Regions from separate parts of the Mus musculus genome. Here all the other regions are linked to region 1. The links are chromatin contacts, called in public promoter capture Hi-C maps. All regions are on one chromosome and are shown on one strand. The core of a region is the stretch at or near the end of the contact, and the rest is flanking DNA. Distances in the headings are between cores, read along the strand shown.

Region 1 (2,700 bases), core at 116-2,615:
ATATTGCTGTTCATCAAAGGAAATTAGGTCAGCAACCTGGGGGCAGGAGCTGATGCAGAGCCCATGGAGGGGTGCTGTTCCACTTAGCTTGCTCAGCCTGCTTTCTTATAGAACCAAAGATGACCAGCCCAGGGATGCCCCCATCCATGATGGGCTGGGCCCTCCACCACCAATCTCTAGTTAAGAAAATACCTTACAGCCAGATGTTGTGGAGCTTGTCTCAAGATTTCTCCCTTTTAGATGACTAGTTTGTGTGTCAACTTGACATAAGACCAGCCCACACAGCCACCATCTAGTGCTAAGATTTGAAATTGGAAGACTGGCCAATACTCTTTTTTTTTTTTTTTTTAAATATATAAGCCCACGGGGCCATTTTTTTTAAATTTTATTATTATATGTAAGTACACTGTAGCTGTCTTCAGACACACCAGAAGAGGGAGTCAGATCTTGTTACGGATGGCTGTGAGCCACCATGTGGTTGCTGGGATTCGAACTCTGGACCTTCGGAAGAGCAGTCGGGTGCTCTTACCCACTGAGCCATCTCACCAGCCCCCTGGCCAATACTCTTAACTACTAAGCCATCTCTCTAGCCCTGTACTGCTTTTGTTTTGTTTTGTTTTGTTTTGAAGATAGGGTTTCTCTGTGTAGCCTTGGCTGTCCTGAAACTCACTTTGTAGACCAGGCTGGCCTCGAACTCAGAAATCCGCCTGCCTCTGCCTCCCGAGTACTGGGATTAAAGGCATGAGCCATCACGCCAGGCTGTTTTCTTCCTTTTTTATTATTAAGTTTTAAACATTCTTAGAGGCTGGCCTCAAACCTTTAGCAACTCTTCTGCCACAGATCCCAAGTACTGAATTACAAGCGTTATGGCTTTGGCTTATTTTCTGAGGTAGGGTCTCACTATGTTACGCAGGCTGTTTCCTAGTGATCGTCCTCAGCCTCCCTAGTGCTAAGAAATTCAGGCATGCACCACCACACTCAATGTAGCTCTTTCCGTCCATAACCTGGGGAAGAAACCCTGTCCTGGCCAGTAAGAGGCATCCTGCTCTAGCATGTGATTCTCATCTCCCTCAGGGGAGGGGGTCAGAGGAGGGCGTGCCCGGAGAGCATCACTCTGGACTTTACACCCCTCCCTTTTCTGTCCATTGGGAGGCAGAAGACAGGAAATGACTGCCATGAACGCGGAAGGATTTTTACCAAAACAGCTTTTTGTAATTTAGGCCCCAAGCCATCCACAGATGTTTTCCTGTCTGATACCAGCCAGGTGCCCTCCCTCCCTCCCTCCTCCGATAATACTCCTCTCCCCATCCTTTCACATGACTGCAGCCTTTGGATTCTCAGTTCCTGGCTGCTTTCCACATTTCATTCCTCTGTCAGAACCCAGGCATCCTGGCCTCCAGCTGAAACCGCTGCATGTGGCTTCCCCTCTCCCTGGCCCCGTGACTCAGTCCCTCTGAGGGAACCAGCCCTCTTCTTGGCACACAGGGGCTAGGTGATGACATCAGAGTTGAGGAGTATAAAAGTTCTCAACCAAAATAGAATTGAAGATACAACCTGACAGTGGCCTCTCCGCCTGATAGCCACGGATATCTGGGGGCAAACCCTCACTGTGACGAGGCCTACCCACTGGTGAGGGGCTACTGTGGGTCCCGGGAAGAGGGTGCACAGAGAGAAGTCTGAATTGCCTGAGCGGGATTTGTACAAATGCAGGTAGGGAGGGAGGACTCCAGTGCCCACCGCCGCCCTTTCTTCCTTCATCTCCTGCCTTCTCTCTGGATTTTTGTAAATCTTACTAAGCATTGCTCTAGATTGGTTATTTCTCAGGATGGCTGTGGACTCAGTCCACCTTTCTTCCCCAAACTGAATAAATCCTTTCCTCTACCTCTTTCCCCAGCACTTTTGTTTATCCATTAGATGCCTGCTTCTAGCACTTTGCACGGTGCTTCCCAAACATCTCTCTCTCCTGTGGGGCCGTATTTCATTATTTTTATCCCAAACAAAGCAGTCATTTGTGATGTTAATAATTCTAATGATTTGGAGGTGTAGACAGAGTTGAAGGGCAGCCTTAGACCAGCCAAAAATCCAGAACACTGGCTTCTGAAAAGCCAGTTGACAATGACTGTATGTCTCAGCCCACCTCTTTCGGTCTTGATTCTATGTTGTACTTTTCACATAGTGTACTTTTCACATACTTCACATAGCCCTGGAAGACAGGGCTGACAGCATTTACCCATTCACTCTTTCTCTTCCAGACTCCATGTTGGGCTCTCTTTCCCTTCTGTGGCTGGCAGCCATGACCACCTCCTTGGTTTCCCAACCTCAGATCTTGACCCTGGAAGACTACCAGGAAGGGGAAGAGGATGATGTGACAGTAGCTACACCTTCCTTAGCTGTCCGTTGCGACTATGACCGTTGCCGCCACCTGCAGGTGTCCTGCCAGGAGCTGCAGAAGGTTGGGCCAGTAGCCTGCCTGTGCCCAGGGCTCTCCAGGGAAGATCAACAGCCAGAGCCTCCTCGCCTGGGAGAAGTGCAAATAATGGCTGAAGAAGGCTACGCAGTGGTTCACTGGTGTGCTCCCTTCTCTCCAGTCAGCCACTACTGGCTTCTGCTTTGGGAAAGCAACGGGGCTCCACAGAAGAGTGCCCCTCTCAATGCTACAGTTCGAAGAGCAGAGCTGAAGGGACTAAAGCCTGGGGTTGC
Region 2 (2,700 bases), core at 62-2,561, 1.4 Mb before region 1:
CTAAAGGAGGCCGCCAGCGTCCCTCCTAGTCTTTTCACACACAAGAGAGAAGGGGGTTCAAGCAGCCCAGGCTTTGTCTGAATTCTTTCCCCTGCAGCAATCGTTCCCTTTTGTTATGCTGCTATTGAGAATAGGCCATCGAAAACAAGAAATCAAAACATGGTGATGGCTTGGCAAGACTGTATTTATTATCTTCTAGAATATAGCAACTGACTGCGTGTCCCCACCCCCACGATGCACCACCGGTGAAGAGCCGGCTGTGTTGCAGATGCAGCCAAGGATCCATCTTGGACTATCAGCAGCTCCCTCCCAAATCTTCCCATGCTATTCTCATCACGCCTCATCTACCTCAGAGTCTCAGAAAAAAAAAAAAAAAAAAAAAAAAATCTGGCATTCAGTTTAGCCAAAAACAGTAACAGAACTTCCTGATCCTTCTGGCGAACAAAAAAAAAAAAAAATTTTTTTTTGGAAGGCTATATCATCCATTTAAGATTGTGTCAACCGGTCTGCAAACCTGCAACGCCACCTTTTCCACCACTACCCCTCTCAAAATCCTAGCGACTTCATTTCTCCTACGTCCCACCTGTCACAATCCCCTGAGGCTCGCTAATCCTGCTCTAAGTCACCCCCACCCCCCGACCCACCCTAGGGCTCTCGGGCCTCCAGCACTCGATCCATTGGGTGCACATAGCCTTTCTCCGTTTTCACCCCACTGCGGTGCCCTCCCTTGCAGGGGGTCAGCGTCAACGCCCACTCTAGTTCACCACCCCGCCCCCAACCTGTTTTCTTCACACCCCGTTATTTCCTCACCTCGGTCCTTCGCTCCCCTCCCCCTTAGCCTGTTCCTCAAATGCCCGCCAAGAGACTAAAGCCGCCCACGGCCCAGACAGGTCGCTCGCCCCTTCCCGGAGACCCAGTAGCTCGCGCTCCCCAGGGACCAAGCCCCACGCGCGCCTCACCCGCACACGAGGAGCCGCAGCTCTTCGCCCCCAGGGCGGGGCAGGCTCCAGGGCTCCCGCCGCCGCCGCCGAGAGCTGACGGCTCGGCCCCGGAGGACGACGAGGAGACTGACGGGGACTGAGTGGCCGCTGACGACTCCGCCATGGCTGTACGAGCAAGGGCGGGAGAAGGGTGAAGAGAGACGTAGGGCGGGAGAGTGGGAGGGGACACAGAATAATCCAGCAGCTGGCTCTCCGAAGTTCCCGGCGACGCCTGTTCGGAAGACTGACTCCGACAGACTGACTGACTCAGCCGAGCTCCGCAGGGAGAGAAGGAGTGCGAGCGCGCATGCGCACAAAGAGCCTGGACGCGCGGGCGGCGGCCTCGGAGGCGCGCAGCGACGCAATGCGCAGGCGCAAGAACTGTCCCTCTGCGCTCCCGCAGGAAAGGACGCAGTGACTGGGCCCGCGGGTGGGGCAGGCCTCTCGGGGGTGAGGGGTAGGGGGTGGGGGAATGGGGGAAAGCCTGACGTAAGGGGCGTGGCTAAACTCTAGAACCGGCCCGCCACTGCAGCCCCTGCTACAGATTAACCGTGCCCAGTCTCCCCACCTTCCACTTGTTTATGTGAATGTTTTCTAGCTGGCAGATTATGTTTCTTTATGCCTTCATAAGCTACAAATTTTTTATTATAAATCCTAATTGATGTCTTTGCCTGATACGTACCAGCCTGTGACTCCAAAGAGTACAATATTTAAAGACCCCCCCTCTGTAATGTTCTTTTTGAATTATCTGGTCGTGTCGTAATATCGCCCCACCGAGGCAGGCATGGTACAGTCCCATGTTTGATAGGTGGAGAAAGATGCTAAACAGAATGAGAAACTATTACTCATTCCAATCACATTGCAATGCAGGCACAGAATCGGCTTCATATTTTTATCTTGTTTTTCTTCCCAAAGAGGCTTCAGGTTGTCTTTTCTCTGAGCTATGTTCTGAGCTACAAAAAACATACTTTGGAAAATAAAAAAGAAGCTGCCGAGGAAAGGAAAACCAGGAGAAAACGTCTTGGTTGGGACTGGGGGAATGGAGTGGACATGAAATGAGGTATTAAAAATGAGGCACAGATACTCATAATACTGAATTTTATTCATGTCCTAAGATGAGTCCCCCAAAAAATGACATTTGAAACTGGACATCAATTTATGTCAAATTTTGTTCTTTTTAAATTTTAAGTACATAATGATGATAAAGCTGTGGGATTTGATGTTGCTAAGTAGCAATCTATGACCCAAAGTGCAATTGCAGATTCAGCAAATTCTGTAAAGATGCTAACTCACAGAGGGAGCGCTAGGCAAGCAGGCTGCTGCAGATGGGGAACAAGCTGTGGACCGCATCTGTCCTAGACAGTTTTTTAAGGTCAAATAAAGCTCAGATAGCATCTTGGTTGTTGCAGTGTTCTGAAAACGATCCAGGATATTTCCCAAAATGACTCTGGAAAATATCTTACTCTGTCACTCAACGGCAGGCATCAATTGATAGTGCAGCAAACTGTCCCCCGATGCTGTTGAGTGCCAGAGAACGATGGCAAAGGGAACTGTATGCCAGTAATCAGGAATCCAATTACTTATTTTGGTGAATGCTTAAGTATTTTTTTCTTAAAGTCTATGTTAAAGTCAGGCATGCTGGATAGTTCTATGTTACCTTGAAATCTGAAAAGAGGGAACCTTGATTAAGAAAATGACTCCAGCCAGGCAGTGGTGGCAC
Region 3 (2,700 bases), core at 104-2,603, 1.1 Mb after region 1:
CTTATGTAAGGTCTCATAAGTAGCTTATTTAAAAAGTAGACCAATAGCCGGGTGTGGTGGCGCACGCCTTTAATCCCAGCACTTGGGAGGCAGAGGCAGGTGGATTTCTGAGTTCGAGGCCAGTCTGGTCTACAGAGTGAGTGCCAGGACAGCCAGGTCTACACAGAGAAACCCTGTCTCTGAAAGATCCTGACAAAATATAAAATATAAAAGGTCACAGAAGCCCTGAAATTGGCAAAATAGATTTCATTGTTAGCAGAACTAGCTTCACTGATTTAGATAAATAGAGGTGCACAATGCTCTGGCCGCTCCTTGAACCCGTGTGTCTGCCAATGTTCTGGCCTGTTCCTTGAACCCAGGTGTGTGTCCACTGCTGCACCTCACTGCCAAGTGTTTGTGATATTGGTTGCTAAGATAGAGTCAGAAAATCTCCCCAGCAACCACAGCCGGGCCAATCCAGAGTTGCTACACCTGCACCAGACTCTTTCCTTGTACCCCTCCCATACCCATTTCCTGAGAATAGACATTGTTTAGATCCCTTCTCCTTTCCCCCCTGAGGGCCTATAAAAACTGGGACTTCTTTCCCCTCGAGGTCGACTCCTCTACCCCTGCGTGGGATATGAGTCGTCCCCAGAGCTCTGGTTTTCCCCAAATAAAGCCTCATGTGGTTTGCATCAAGCTTGGTCTCTCGTGAGTTCTTGGGGGTACACTATTGTCCTGAGGCCCGAGCAAGGGGCTCCTTTCAGAGTCTTTCATTTCAGAAAAAAAAAAAAAAAAGTAGACCAATGACTGTCCAGGCCTTGGGCTCTGTTCTTTGTTGTAACCTTACAGAATAAACTCTCACGTATTCATTCATCTTCTCTCTCTCTCTCTCTCTCTCTCTCTCTCTCTCTCTCTCTCTCTCTCTCTCTGTCCCTCCTGCTCTCTTAAAGTAGCTTCCCTTTCCTCTCTCTTCTCATGAGAGCTGGACATATCCTATTCTGTCAAATCTTTTTCTGATTTGTCTGCCACTCAATTAGACATCACTTTCAAACATGGTATGTCTTTCTTCAAAGTAACTTTACTTTCATTGTCTGGGAAGAAGAAGCTCTCAGGAAATAAATTAGATCAGAAAAATAGGTAATAGTCTTCCATTTCCTCCCCTGGGACATGTGCAGGATCTATTTGGTCAGATAAGGAAACTTCTGAAAAGTCCCTCCTTAATATGAAGGCCTTTAACCCTGGCGCTCTCATTTTGAAATATTCACTATGGACAAAAAAAAAGAGTGGGGGGTGACACTTCCTGAACTCTGCACTTTCTTCCCCTGCCACAGAAGGACAGTGCAGAAGTCTACAGCCAGGTTGAAATATGTGCTGTGCTGTTTACAGAAGGGCAGTATGAGGTAATGGCTTGCACACTGCTGTGTGGCTGCGGTGGTAGGGGTGGGATCAGTGTCTCCACCTCAAAATGATAGACCTGGAGCAGACGGCAGATGGCTTCAGAAGAGTCTCCCAAGACAAATTCAGCTCCACGGAAATCAAATTTTAATTTCCGGGTTGAGAGACGAGCCCCATGCTCTGTGTCCACTAGGGGGCAGTAACTTTCTGTTTTCAGATCTGAAGCCCTTTAACTGACAAGACTTAACTCACTTCGGTGGGGAGGATTAAGGAGCCTCACTTGGCTTCCCTCCTTCACCAAGCTACTCTATAATTCAGCCTCCTAAGTCATAGTGGTCTGGAGCAGTAGGTCTCGACCTTTCTAGTGCCACCACCCTTTAACACAGATCCTCATGTCCTGGTGAACCAACCGTAAAGTTTGTCCAGACTTCATAACTGTAATTTTGCTACTGTTATGAATCATAATGTAAATATCTGATATGCAACCCTGAGAAAGGGTCTCTCGACCCTCCTAGAGATCATGACCCATAGATTGAAACCCATTGATCTGGAGTACTAAGGAGGAAAATAAGTGTCCTGTTGTTAGCAAGTGGGGCCTGAATGTTCCCAGACTTGTTTTTGGGATCCCCTCACTACCCTAATAATGTCAACTTGATAATGGTTGACCTGTCCCCCCTAAAGACTACACAGCTTCATAACTGAAACTGACGCTTTGTAACAGAGCAAGCAGCCAAGAGAGCTGGGTGGCTACTTTCTAGCGCATGAAAATTCAGTAATGTGCGCAGAAATGGCCGTTGTCAAAGTCAGTTTTCTTAGCAGTACAGTAAGAGGAAGCTCCTAAGAATCTGAGGGTCTGGTCTTGGTGGGTACAATCCAGAGCCATCTACTCCCTTGTGTGGGTACTAACATGCAGATGAGCTGGCAGCAACCCTGTAATATCAGAGCTAGATCATGCAAAACCCTAATCAGAATAAGAGTCCACTAAATTTCATGAAATCTGTTATCTCAATTGAATCTAAGCTAAGTTCCTTAAAATTCTGGTTTGGGGGCTGAAGAGACAGCTCAGCGGTTAAGAGCATTGGCTGCTCTTCCAGAGGTCCTGAGTTCAATTCTCAGCAACCACATGGTGGCTCACAACCGTCTGTAATGGGATCCAGTGCCCTCTTCTGGTGTGTCTGAAGAGAGTGACAGTGTACTCACATATATTAAATAAATAAACAAACAAGTAAAAAAATTTTTTTAATTCCAGTTTGGTGAACTTTGGATTTTTTTAGAGCAGGAAAATTTATTAAAATGTTGTATCTATATTTAGATTATTTTGGT
Region 4 (2,700 bases), core at 128-2,627, 1.4 Mb after region 1:
GAGGGCAACAGGTTCTGCTCATGGAAGCCTCGACCAGTACTTAGGGGCAAGATGTTAGCTGAGGGACTAGGAAGAGGGTGAGGCAGGGAATAGTTTCTCAACATAGTGGGGATAGATACAAAAGGTGTTCAAGTGCCTCGGTCTCCAATAAGGGTCTGAGAAACCCAGCAGGCTGGGAGATGTCAGCCTGCACTTCCCCTCCCCCTCCTACACCAGCCCCTTCCCTCCTGAACCCAGCTTTCATGGGGGGAGGGGCAGGGTCTGTTCAGGAAAAGCTGAGGCAGTATTTAGACCAGGACCAGACTCTAAAATCAATGTGGGGGTTGGGAGGTGGGGGAGGTGAGGAAAACATATATAATGGAGCGTACATAGATCCTACTGGAGAAGTTCAGGTCAAGGTGAGGGGGGGACCAGGTCAGCTCCTGGGTCAGGTGTGAGGGACCCAACCCTGAGGCGCCTCATAGGGGCTGGTGGGGTGCCATTTACAGCATTGGAGGTCTCCTAGGGCAGAGGTTGCTGGTGACAGAGATGTCAGCCAGCTTCAAGGGAGTTCCATCTCTAGGAAATCACACTAAAGAGAAGGTCCTGCCCCAGGCAAGGAAGTAGTAGCTGCTTAGAGGAGCATTTATTTCAGCCTTAGTGGAGGAAGCAGCATTGCCCAAGACAGGTGACAGCCTCCAAGGATGTCTCAGCCTCCAGGAAGCACAGTCAGGAGGTCCCTGCTCCTAGAAGGTAGGCTAGGCTCTGGGGTCCCAGCCTTAAGGGAAAAGGGAAGTCCCAGGCTAGATGGAGTAAGAAAGAGGCTGGTATGGGTGGAGTACAGCGTCCTCAGACTAGAGAAGTGTGCTGAGGGTTGGAGTATCACCATTCAGGGACCGCAGGACCCGAAAGGCTTCGAGGAGAGCCGAGCACAGAAGGAACCCATCCCCAAGGAAGTTGAGTGTTGGAGGCCGATTCGGGGAAACCCAAGTCCAACGGGCTTGGGCAGACATCTAGAGACTCCCTATCTCGAAGCCATTCACCTCGCTGTTGCCAGTCTGAAGTAGAGTCCCTGCCAAAAAGGAGGCTTTCTGGAGGTCCTTTCTGGGTGCATGGTGGAAACCCCATGGGTCTCCTGTCCTCAGGGAGACTGGTTGGCCTATCCCAGAGCAGGAGGTTGATCGCCCAGCCAACCCCGCGGTCTCTCACCTTCGAAGAAGCGCTGCAGCGCTTCGGTCTCGTCCACCACCTCCATGGCCCGCCTGCCCGCCGCGTGCGCTCCGGCCGCAGCCCCGCTACAGCCTGGCCCGGGGGCGCGGCATCGCCGGCGCGGCCCGCGCGACAGTCCCGGCTGGGCTCCCGGTACAGTCCGGCCAGGCTCTCCTCACGCTCGCTCCCCGCAGCCCTAGCCCGGCCTCCGCCTGCCCCGCGCCCCGCCCGCCGCCCTCAGCGCCCTCTGGCGGTACGCCCAGAGCCGCAACCTCGGGTAGCAGGGTGCCGCGTCGTCTGCAGGGGGCGCTCGACGCGGCGGTGGTGTCCTGGGTACTGCCTTGCCTTAAAGTCTGTGGATTAGTCGCTTTTCACTCTTTTCTGGTATAGGTAGGGTTCCAGATTATGAATCTGAGGGTTTTCAGTACCAGATCTCAGAGATAGCTCCTATTCCTTTTCGTATTCACCCTATCCCAGGTAACAAAGGGATACTCTGTGCTAAGTACTCTATAGGTGTTAAACTCTGTTAATTCCGGCAGGTCTTTGTTAGGGAGGTACACACCCACTTCCCCACTCCCCACCCCCACCCCCCAAGGCCCAACGCACACCGAATCTATGTAGGTCTGGCCTTAAACTCAGAGAGATCCGCCTTCTTCCGCTTCCCTAGTGTTGAGAATAAAGGCATTTGCCACCTGTCTGGAACTATTACAATTTGCATTTACAGATGAGGAAGCTAAGGATTAATGAGTGCCCTCTAGAGAAGTGCTTCTACATAGAACTTTCTAGAATGGTGGAAATACTCTAGGTGTTGTCATTAGCCACAGTGGCAGCTGAGCATCTGAAATATGGCTCTGGGGATTGAGCTCCTGACTTTTCAGCTTTGTTTTATTTTAATTATTTTGAGCATAATTAGTTATGTGTGACCTTGGTAGTATTAGGCAGTACAGTTCAAGGTCAATAGGGTTCAGAGTTTAATGAGAGCCATTCTTTATTTTTCCTCAAGACAGGTTTTTCTGGGTAGCCATGGCTGTCCTGGAACTCACTCTGTAGACCAGGCTGGCCTTAAACTCAGAGATCTGTCTGCCTCTGCCTCCCAAGTGCTGGGATTAAAGGCGTGTGCCACCACCACTAAGAGTTATACTCTTACTCCCTGCTGCCCTACCTGATGTTTAATCTGAAATCACATAGGGATGAAACCATCGTGTCTCCTGTTTGGACTCTCACCTCCATCTTGCCCCCATTACACAGCATCTCTCCTAATGATTCCTCTACAGTCCTCCCAACTAATTCTTTATGAAGCAGAAGTCAGATCATACCACCATGCCTTTGGTAAAACCAGTGGTTTCTCCTTGCACTCTGACATCTAAACCTCTTGCCCTGGTTTCTCAGAAACCTGGCTCATCTCTCTCCACTTGTAACAATGACCTCAGCTTCAACTGCTTTCTGCGTGGCTCACTTAACCATTGCTACCAAGACCTTCTGCCATCACCCGAACATGCCAGGCCCACATCT
Region 5 (2,700 bases), core at 118-2,617, 1.2 Mb after region 1:
CTTTTTCTGTGTTGTGTTGTGTTGTGTTGTTTGGGGGGGGGGGTTCTTTTGTTGTTGCAGGGTTTTATTTTGGTTTGTTTTTTTGGCTTTTTGAGACAGAGTTTTTCTGTGTAACAGTCCTAGCTGTCCTGGAACTCACATTGTAGAGCAGGCTGGCCTTGAACTCAGAGATCTTGCCTGTCTTTGCCTCCAGAATGCTGGGATTAAAGGTGTGTGCCACCACACCCTGGCTTTTCTGTTTTGAAAAGAGCCACTATTAGTTGGTGAAGATGGGTCCTAGGCAAGTCAAGGTTCTGGCAGTAGAGGTCCTTTAAAGCAGGTCTCCCATTCTCCTACCATTTACCATACTGGAATTCCATAAGCCAAGCGTGTGGTCGTAGTCACTGAGGGAGCTGAGGAGAAAGTATTAGTTCAGCCCAGAAGCTGGAGACCAATCTAGGTGGTACATGACCAACACCCTCAGAGAAGAGGGGGCTAAGGGAAAGGAGAGAGGGAGGCTGGGGTTCCAGCCTGGAGAATTTCTTCGTTTCACGTGGTCCTTAGCAGTTCAGAAGGGGCGGCTGTTGTGTAGATGGATGAGTGAAATGTGTTCTTACAAGCCCAGGGAGCACTGTAGACGCTGCCTGTGGGAGCTGGTCTAGCAGTACTCAAGGAGAGGTTGACTATGGGCTCTACTTATTGGATCCTGATCTGAGGCTGAACTTCATTCAGGTCAGTGGTTAGAGCCAGGATAAAAGGAGGGCATAGGAACTGAGGGACAGGTGACTAAGCTTTTTACAAATCTTTTTTTAAGTACCTGGGACAGACAGGTGCTAGCGAAGTTGGCAGAGACGTCTCCTGTGCTTAGGATGGCTTGAAAGGCAGGGACGAACAGAGTATTCAGAGATGCAAGAGGAGGGACCTGGAAGTAGAGCTGGTAAGATTGGGCCAAGGTAGCGCTCTCTTAGCTTAAACTGCTCAACGAATGATAACTTGTTCAGGGTCTGCCCCGCCCCCTTCCCAGAAGCCCAGTGTCAATCAGGGATTGATGCCATCTAAGAGCTCCAGAGACCGGTAACAGGGCTAGAAGTCTGAATGAGGGTACAGGAGCTGTTTGTCCACTTTGAGTGACAATCTGAGCGAGAAACAGAGCTGAGACCACCCCCGAGAGCCATTGTAGGTTCTCAAACAAGGGTGGACCAAAAGTGCAAGGCAGAAAGTGATAGGGAAAGGCGGAGGCCAGCTCTGGATGCAAGATGATGGAACCAGTCCCGTTCACTCTGGCGGGTCATTGTCCCCAGGCAGCAAGAGGGACAGGGCTGGGCCGGCAAAGGGGCGGGACCGGGCACGTGGCCTGGGGCCCGCCTCTCAGACACGTGACCCGCCCAGGGCAGGGGAAGGGCTCCGGTGGGGCGGAGCCGCAAACCCAGGGCGGCCAGCGGGACAGACTGGCGGTGGAGCGATTGACAGGCGGCAGGGCAGCTCTGGGGCCCCCGGCAGAGTTGGCGGCGCGCGAGGACGCGGCTACGGCGGAGACGCTGGGATGTGGAGCGGGTAGGTCCCTGCACGCCGGTGGCTCTGCGCTCCGTCTGGGCCGTGCTGGCCTCCTGGGATGGGTGAACAGGGGCTCACTGCTGTTGTTTGCACCCCACTTGGGAGATAATCTGTACTCTCAGCCCTGCCTGCAGCAGCGAGGTGCATTGTAGCATGAGGACACACTGCAGCCCGAGAGCTGAAAGGACCTTGGCAGGACCGATCTGAGTTGCCCCAGGGTGAGAAGGGTGACCCCCTCCAACTCCTAGCTCCAGTGGAGTGCATGAGAGAAGTGGTAGTGGGGGTGGTGCATAGTAGTATGCATACCTCAAAAGTAAATCTGGGGCACGTATTTAAAGGAGAGCACACCCATGAACTCTGGAGAAGCAGTGCAGTTGAGAAAGCTAGCTGTGTCTCTCCAAGGTCCATCCCTAGCTAGTTGACTAGAACCTTCTGATTCAAGATGTGAGGTGGGTGGTACCTTCCCACAGTCTGGAGGGAGATAGGCACAGACCCTGAGTCCTGGGTGAACCCCTTTCCCACCCCTCATCCTCACTTCCATCTGTTAGGGCCATCGGTTCTTGAAGCTGACTCCTGTTCTTGGCCAGTCTAATAGGAGGAGACCTTGCTCCCTGTTCACATAGGTTGATGTTCTTTCTTGTCTAAATAGACAAACGCCTCCTCCTTCCAGGACTGCAAAGACTAGGTCTTGCGGTTGTTCCTGCTAAGGACTGTTTCAGGATAGGCAGAGGATAGGCGGAAGGAGGAGAGCCCTGGGGAGGGGAACAGGTGAGATCTATTTACTCTCACGGACCCCAGCTGATTGGAGTCGAAATGCTAGGGGAACCATGCAGCTTCGACACGGCCAGGGCACTAGAACTGAGCTCCTGTGGGGTGTGGGCTGGCTTGATCTTTTAGAGGGAGCAGAAGTCAGCCTGTGTTTCTTGGAGAGTTGCTCCAGGGAAGGAGGCTAGCTAGGCTTGGGAAGTGTTTTGGGTGGGTTCCTGGTGCCTGCCTCTGGTGGAGGCAATTGTGCTTGGAGGAATGCATGTGCCTGGGGCTGTGTGTTTGAGGAGCAGCCTGGTCTGAAGGAAGCTGTGAGCCTTTCTGCTGGGTGGACCGAGACAATTGCTGTATGGCCCTCAGGGTAACAACACCCCCTTCTCTGGGTTGGAGCCAGCTTGAGCA

What was found. Promoter capture Hi-C pulls out the DNA fragments that hold promoters and counts their contacts. Capture Hi-C pulls out chosen DNA fragments and counts their contacts.
Region 2: a promoter capture Hi-C map of adipose tissue shows a contact between it and region 1, with 2.4 times the contacts expected there. A contact is called at or near these places in 2 of 39 promoter capture datasets (cranial neural crest and hematopoietic stem and progenitor cells), 1 of 130 datasets of targeted methods (embryonic forebrain) and 1 of 9 other capture datasets (adipose tissue).
Region 3: a promoter capture Hi-C map of the HPC-7 cell line shows a contact between it and region 1, with 9 times the contacts expected there. A contact is called at or near these places in 11 of 39 promoter capture datasets (the 3T3-L1 cell line, the C10 cell line, the HPC-7 cell line and 7 more) and 1 of 484 Hi-C or Micro-C datasets (pro-B cells).
Region 4: a contact with region 1 is called in a promoter capture Hi-C map of cranial neural crest. A contact is called at or near these places in 1 of 39 promoter capture datasets (cranial neural crest) and 1 of 130 datasets of targeted methods (embryonic stem cells).
Region 5: a contact with region 1 is called in a promoter capture Hi-C map of hippocampal neurons, with 2.9 times the contacts expected there. A contact is called at or near these places in 2 of 39 promoter capture datasets (the 3T3-L1 cell line and hippocampal neurons).

What each region holds. Positions count from the first base shown.
Region 1 is chr19:8,849,403-8,852,102 of GRCm38.p6, forward strand. Lrrn4cl (LRRN4 C-terminal like) reads left to right here and starts at 1,366. Exons shown (of 2, transcript NM_001013019.3): 1 at 1,366-1,710; 2 at 2,253-2,700. The coding sequence starts at 2,258.
Region 2 is chr19:7,481,980-7,484,679 of GRCm38.p6, forward strand. It overlaps Rtn3 (reticulon 3), which reads right to left and starts at 1,312. Exons shown (of 9, transcript NM_001003934.2): 1 at 960-1,312. The coding sequence starts at 1,104.
Region 3 is chr19:9,910,033-9,912,732 of GRCm38.p6, forward strand. No RefSeq gene overlaps it. Among named protein-coding and RNA genes, the nearest start is that of Gm50340, 12 kb to the left of the region's middle.
Region 4 is chr19:10,239,371-10,242,070 of GRCm38.p6, forward strand. It overlaps Myrf (myelin regulatory factor), which reads right to left and starts at 1,378. Exons shown (of 26, transcript NM_001033481.1): 1 at 1,189-1,378. The coding sequence starts at 1,234.
Region 5 is chr19:10,016,827-10,019,526 of GRCm38.p6, forward strand. Rab3il1 (RAB3A interacting protein (rabin3)-like 1) reads left to right here and starts at 1,368. Exons shown (of 10, transcript NM_144538.3): 1 at 1,368-1,533. The coding sequence starts at 1,523.